2 separate regions of the Gossypium hirsutum genome follow, and region 2 is linked to region 1. The links are chromatin contacts, called in public Hi-C maps. All regions are on one chromosome and are shown on one strand. The core of a region is the stretch at or near the end of the contact, and the rest is flanking DNA. Distances in the headings are between cores, read along the strand shown. Region 1 holds the start of LOC107919847 (calmodulin-binding transcription activator 2). Region 2 holds the start of LOC107920663 (endoplasmic reticulum-Golgi intermediate compartment protein 3).

Region 1 (3,506 bases), core at 196-2,695:
ATTATCATTAAATAACATTCCTTACCTATATTCCACTCTCAAAAACTCAAGAAAGTTGGATAATGAAAGATGCTCTAACTCAAACCAAGCAAAATTTTATTTGTTATCCAACTGTTAATTTTACATTGGAGCATTCCAAGTGCTTAAAGAGAGATAAAACTGCAAACTGTTCATAATGCAAATGCTTCTGTCTGCATAACCTAAGGTCACAAGCTTACCTTCCTGTGTTTACAGCAGATTATCAAGGCATGAATTGCTGTATTAATTGATATAAATTACCAGAAACAATCCAGAACCCAGGCATAATCTCTAATTCATTAAGCCTATTTGATAAGAGTTTTTTAGCATTATCTCTTCAAAGCTTTCTAAAGTTATAAAATGTGCTCTTACTTCAAAACCAAAGTTAATTGATTTGAAAATACATTCTACTCTTCAATGCAAGCAGAAGAAAGCTTAAATCATCATTAATTCTATCATCTGACAATCAAACACTAAATCGTCGATTTTCCCATATGATATTAAGTCCTTCAATGCTAACAATTTAACAATTTCTTGCACCCAATCTCAGTAATCAAATTAAGTTATATATCTAGACTTCAGTTGTAAATCATCCACTAAAACAAACACAATCCTAAAGCGGATCAATATAAAATTAACACTAATGACAATAAAGGAATTACGCACAAATTTGAGATTAAAAAAGCATTGATATAGTATGGAAATCTAAACTACCATATCTCTTTAAAGCTTTGTAAAGTTATACAAAGTGTTCTTACTTCAAAACCAAAGTTATCAATATGAAAATGCATTCTACTCTTCAATGCAAGCAGAAGAAAGCTCAAATCATCGTTAATTCTATCACTGGACAATCAAACCCTAAATCATCTATTTCCCGATATGATAATAAGTTCTTCAAAGCTAACAATTAACAATTCCTCCCTCCCAGTCTCAGTAATCAAATTAAGTTATATCTCTATACTCAAACTCCATTTTTCTCAGTAAATAGAATTCAATTATCATCCCTAGGCTTAAACCCCCATAAAACAAACACAATCCTAAAACGGATCAATGTAAAATTAACACTAATGAGAATTACAGAACTACGCGCAAATTTGAGACTAAAAACGCGTGGAAAAGGTACGGAAATCTAAACAAATATATTGTATATAAATATTTCTTTTCTAAAAAGTAGGTGAAAGAGACCGGCAGAAAGCTAACCTAATCGAGGAGCCAAACTGTAGGACGCGCGATCCGCCATGACTAGAAACTTGAACACGAAAAGATCAAGCGATTTGATTTGATTTTTTTTTTCTCTTTTGGAGTTGATTTTTGTTTGATTGTTGAGATAAGCAAAGAACGATAGAGACGAAAGCTGAGAAGAGGTTTTTTCTTTTTCTTTTTTTTTCTTTTTTTTTTTCTCTTTTGCTTCCTTTTGACTGTCTTACTGGGATTTTTATTTTTAAGTATATTATTTATGTGTATATGTGGAGCTGAGTGAGACTTTAGGAAATGTTTTATTCATAAAATTGACCCCTAAATTATAATAAAATTTTCAGATTGATCCCTTTTACTTAAGTATTTAAAGTTTTTTTATCGATTTCGTATATATAAACCAATAAGAACATGATAAATGAAATATTCTTGTTGAATGTCATATACTTTTTGGGTAAAATGAAATTCAGTTTATAGTTTAGATATCACTTTTAACAAAAAAAAAATTTAAGTACCTAAGTGAAAAAGCAACATAATTTTGGGGGTAATTTTGTAGTTCAGCCTTAAAATTAATACCAACATGTGGCATATTATTGTAAGAGGTCAAACACTTTTTAGATAAAATTGATAATTTACTTTTGATAAAAATAAATAGTTTAGGATCACTTTAGAAATTTTGATATAAATTAGGAGCCAATATAGTAATAAAACCCTTTAGAAAATCAGGGAAATGTGAAAACGATTTAGGAGCCACTTTACTGGTAGAAAAGTGGAGAGGGCTTGGGAAAGTTCCACGTCGTGTAAAGGAAGCAACTTAATTATTTACCAATTATTTTTTTTTGACTGTGCACGAATTTGATTCTACATATATTAATCGTTACATATTAAATTTTCAAAAATATTAGATTTATTGTAAATATATGTCTATCCCATTAGTGAGTTTGCGAGATGGTTTATTTCAACAATTTAATGAACCTATGTTTGATATATAAAAGTTTTTTATTTTTTAAATGTTTGATATATTAACATTTAATGAATTGTTGATCTACAAAGGACAGTCTTTATACCAACCACCAAATGATCAATAGCTTTAAAAACTTCTCCCAGAACCCATGCTCTATTCACAATCGAGTCAGAATCAACCATAATGCTGGGATTATTTGAACACCTCCAAACACATCCTACTTACCTTCAAACTCCTCCTACCCGTATAAAACATTTATATTGTTTTATTTTTCATTTTTCAACAATTTTATTCTACTAATTAATGTGAGGAGTATGGGTTGACTCCAAATTTGTCTTACCTGGAAGCAACTGAGAGTATGCTCCAATCTAGGTTGACTTGAAGATGAAAACACCTCACCTGGACAGTATAAAACGCCATCACCTGGGCCTGGGGGAGGTCTCGCCTAAATCTTATCCGCACAAATATATATATATACTGTTTTCTTTGACAGGCTTCAGAAATGTCATATGGTTTATTATCATTGTGGACTCGGAACGATGAGCGAATGCCTTTGCACGGGGAACTGTCGCCTTCTCGTAACAACTGGTGTGCTAATACAAAAAAGCCAATTTCAACTTCCTTCCATAACAGCACGATGTTGTGTTCCTCATATTTCAAGGTGCCAATGAGGGTCGAATGTATTCATACAAACTTATGCCCACCATTACTATTAAAATAGATTTGATTTTTGTTGGAATATGTTCCAATTGTTGCATATGAAAAATTATAATCAATCAAAAGTTATATTATTTGGTTATTAACCAAGAGTTATCACATTTTATAGTGGTGAATTATGTCTTTTAAATTCAAAAATTATATCACTTTATTATTAACAATGAATCATCTATCCATTTAGATAGTTGTGTTCATATGAAGAGACATCAGAACTACTATAAGTAAGAGCCAAATTTCATTTGTCTGACACACCAGAAAATACATCAAATGTTTCTTTCTATTCTCCCACCATTTTTTATATTTCTAGATTATTCTATAAAGAATTATTGTAGAAATTCTTTGTAGAAATTGATATCATTGCTCTGCTCCGCTCGATACTCAGTAGACTATTTTCGTCAATGTAAAACGTAGATAGTCATTAGGTTTCATTGTATCATCGAGGTTTATTTGCCAGTAGCTCTTTTACACACTAAAATAATATAGGTGAGGGTAAATAGAACCTTAACAAGAGTGGCATTGATACGCACCTTAAGCCTTCGTTAATTTCTCATAAGTTTATTTTTATTCCCACGCATCAACAATTTTAAGGCTTTATTTTCGCAATTTATGTGAA
Region 2 (3,864 bases), core at 884-3,383, 160 kb after region 1:
ATTACAAACTTATAAAAAAAAGTCAGGCCATGTCAGACTTTGAGCTTTAAATATTTAAACTTTTGAACCTAACCCATATTTTAAACAAACTTAATATTTTTACTAAAATCCTTTTACATTCGAATTTAAACAAATAATTCAACCCATAAAAAAGTATAGAACCAACACACTAGACCTAATCATGGGTTGGGCTAATGTAAAATTTTAAGCCCGTTTTCTATGCTTGAGCCCGACTCGACTCGACTCAAAAAATGGGTCTAAAATTTTGCCCAAGCTCAACCCAGATAAAAAATGCTAAACCCAAGTCTAGCCTTATCCGTCCTTATTAATATTTTTTATATGAAAATAAAATTAAAAAATATAATATATAAAATACACTAAAAAAATTTAAAACAAATATTTTCCAACAAATTAAAAATATATTAGCAACTTAGCTAACAAATGTCTCTAAAATAGTAGCAAAATTAACAATAAACTAAGAGTTGTACATTAGCAATATAATAGTAAAATGATATCAAAATAACAAAAAATAATATGGAAAAAATTGTAGTCAAATTCAAGTCAAGCCCAGACAAAAAAATTATTACTTAAGATCCAGCCCGTTTAGAAAATGGGTCTTACTCTTTATCTAAACCGTTTTTTAAACTTATATTTTTACTTAAATCATTTCACCTTTTTAACTAGCCTTGAGTCGCTCCACCCATGATAAATTCTACAACGCATCAACAACAAAAAAATAACAAAAAAAAAGCGTTAATGAAACTATATTTTGTATGAAGGAAAAAGTTGGAAAACGTGTAAAAGAAGTGCAATAAATTAAACAAGGAACAAAAAACCAAGACTACTAACAAATTACAAGTTGGGACAATAATCTTTTCCTAAATTGTGAAACAATGCCATAAAGCAGTACATTTATATAAACAGGACAAATTCCTTTCTTTCTTTTGTCACAAGAATTTTCACAAACGCTTTTGTTTGAGAAATATAAACACAGAAAATCAGTGTTCTTCATTCTGCCAACAAAACCCGATTAGGAAAGGTGTGGATGTTTTCTTTTCTCTCAGGAATTTTAGTGGGATAAATAGATATTTAGTCCTAAATTTGGTGATTTTTCTCAACTTACTCCTTGAATTTTTCTTATTCACATTACTTTTAAAATTTGACAACTTTTCCTAATTTTAATCTATGTGATAATGTGGGATTAAAATTGGAAAAAAGTTACAAATTTCCAAGGCTATTATGGACAAAAAGTAAATTGTTTTATTTTATCTATTTATTTATGGTTAGTTATGATTTTGTTAGTTTACTATGCTCAAATTAGTTGTTAATGGTAGGTTTCTCCTATCGTATTAACATATTTTATACTTATTTAAACTGGATTTAACTAAAAATATATATCTCAAATTTTACTAAAACATGTTCATATTTTTTTAATGCTTACATTATTATATTATATGTTGTTAAAATTTTAATTTATTTGTTAAAGCCTAAGTCCAACTCTTATCTTAAATGTACTTAGTTTCTCTCTTTTTCTTGGGGGCTTAACATTTTTGTCGAAATCATCGACAAGATTTCAAGCTTAAGTAGAGGTAGTTCAGACTTTAAACAGGTTTTAGCTCAAATTTGAGATTTATTCTTGATACTTTGATTTGATATAATTTAGTTTTTTACTTTTATAATATCATTAATTAGTGATATTTTTTATAATGTCATTAGTTAGTTGAAAGACCATTTTGATTAAAATGCTGATGTACAGCGACGAACTAGAAAACTTTTTAGCGGGCTGAAATTAATTTATAATTTTTACAATAGTAAAAATAAAATTTCATCATTATAATAATCTATATCTTTATAATTTTTAAAAGATTAAATCAATTTATTATTATTATTAGGGGGTTAAATTATAATTTTACCTTTATTAATTTAAAATTTTAAAAATTTTAAAAGATTTAAATGAAAAGGTTTTCATTTTAGGGTACCGCCCCCTGCCAGCCCCCTTGCTGGTGTAAATATTAAAATAGTTAATAGTGTTAACTTTATGGATTAAATTAAAATTTTAATATAATAAAGGGACTAAAATTAAAAATTACCTTTAGTGGAAATTAGTAAAAAAGAATAAATCTCCGGGAAGAAGGAAAGAACAATTCCCAAATATGAATGCGGTTCGACATTTTAACACATCAAATTGGACTTTTGACCCATTTGATTGCACTCCATGATTGATGCCCATTTATGTAAATTCACTGAAACTAGTACCAGAGGGTAGCCTTTGACGACGGCCTCTCTCTCACTCTCTCTCCTTCTGGCTTTCTCGTAAGCGCCGCCGTCTTCAAAATAAAAATAAAAATAAAACCCAACCTTTAATTGGATTAGCATCTTTTTCTTTCTGTACATAGTAATTTATTTAGTTATTTTCTTATAAAAACACAAGCAAACATATAATTTAGACCAAATTTTTTTCTTTCTTTAGAGGGTTTCAAAGCTTGGGGATCTTTGTTTTTTGGTTTCTGTTTAGTGTTTTTTTTCCGACGCCGGAGAAAAAGGGGTTAGCCATGAAGAACACCGTCTTAAGCAAGCTACGGAATTTAGACGCCTACCCGAAAGTCAATGAAGATTTCTTCACCCGTTCACTTTCCGGTGGCATTATCACCCTTGTCTCTTCTCTTGCCATACTCTTACTCGTCTTTTCCGAATTCAGTAAGTCAATCTTTTGTTCTATTTCTTTTGATTTTCTTTATGAAAATGAACATTACAATTTTGGGTTGTTCTTATATTTATATATGCAAATTTGAGGTTGATCTTATTTTTGCATATGCAAATTCGGGTCGTTTTAATTTTTGTATGTATATATAACTTTACAAATTTGGGTTTTTTTTTTTGTGCGTGTGTGTGTGTTCAATTGAAAGGTAAGATCTTTGAGTAAGTGAGTATAAAAGTTTTTGTACAAATGTAGATACAGGTATTTTAGAAGCTACATTAATTGCCTTTTATATTTGGTCTTTCACTTAAGGTGTTAATTTTATAAGCAATTAACTGGAAGTTAAGCAACTTAGACTAGAATGAAATCCTCATTATATGTTTTTAATACAAAATTATAACTTTGTTGTTGGGGCCTGGTGATGTTTAATTCTTCTATCATGAGTATTGTGATTATGTGGACTGCTTTTTTCTTTTGCAGGATTGTACCTGCACACCGCTACGGAGACGAAGCTATTGGTGGATACTTCAAGAGGGGAAACCTTACGCATAAATGTAACCATCTCTCTTCCCACTTGTTGTTAAACGACTTTCCTGGGTTCATATTTCGAATTTGTTGACTTCTAAAAGTTAGTTCTATACGTTGTTTCAAGTTTATGTCTTGTGTGTGCGTTATCATAATATTTTTTAAAACTTTCTACTTGATCTACTACTGATGCGGAATGCTCAAAGCAAATGTTAGAGCCTTTTATGTTGAAAATTTTTCATGTTTGTTTGTTTTCGTGGTTTAAATGTATTAGTAAAACAATAGTTGATGCTTTGTTTACACCCCATTTCTGTTTGGACTGGCAGTTTGATGTCACTTTTCCTGCAATTCCCTGTTCGATACTCAGTGTTGATGCTATGGATATCAGTGGCGAGCAACATCTTGACATAGTATGTGCAGTGCAGCAGATGCTCAGATGATTATTGCTCACTGTTTTAACTGTTTATTTTGATTTATTTTAACTGCTTCCATTCGTGAACTTGCAATGTCTATGTGCAGAAACATGATATAATTAAGAAAAGAATCAATACTAACGGTGATGTGATAGAATCCAAGCCAGATGGTATAGGAGCACCAAAGGTATTTGAAATATAATTCTTTAGCCCTTCTTGTTTGCATTT

The links. Hi-C and Micro-C count contacts between places; a contact is called where the count stands out from the background.
Region 2: a Hi-C map of seedling shows a contact between it and region 1, with 2.7 times the contacts expected there. The contact joins the promoter of LOC107920663 here to the promoter of LOC107919847 in region 1. A contact is called at or near these places in 2 of 34 Hi-C or Micro-C datasets (leaf and seedling).

What each region holds. Positions count from the first base shown.
Region 1 is chrD13:7,408,166-7,411,671 of Gossypium_hirsutum_v2.1, forward strand. LOC107919847 (calmodulin-binding transcription activator 2) reads right to left here and starts at 1,446. Exons shown (of 12, transcript XM_041110157.1): 1 at 1,219-1,446. The coding sequence starts at 1,258.
Region 2 is chrD13:7,564,028-7,567,891 of Gossypium_hirsutum_v2.1, forward strand. It overlaps LOC107920663 (endoplasmic reticulum-Golgi intermediate compartment protein 3), which reads left to right and starts at 2,134. Exons shown (of 14, transcript XM_016850476.2): 1 at 2,134-2,313; 2 at 2,516-2,697; 3 at 3,179-3,252; 4 at 3,550-3,633; 5 at 3,743-3,823. The coding sequence starts at 2,553.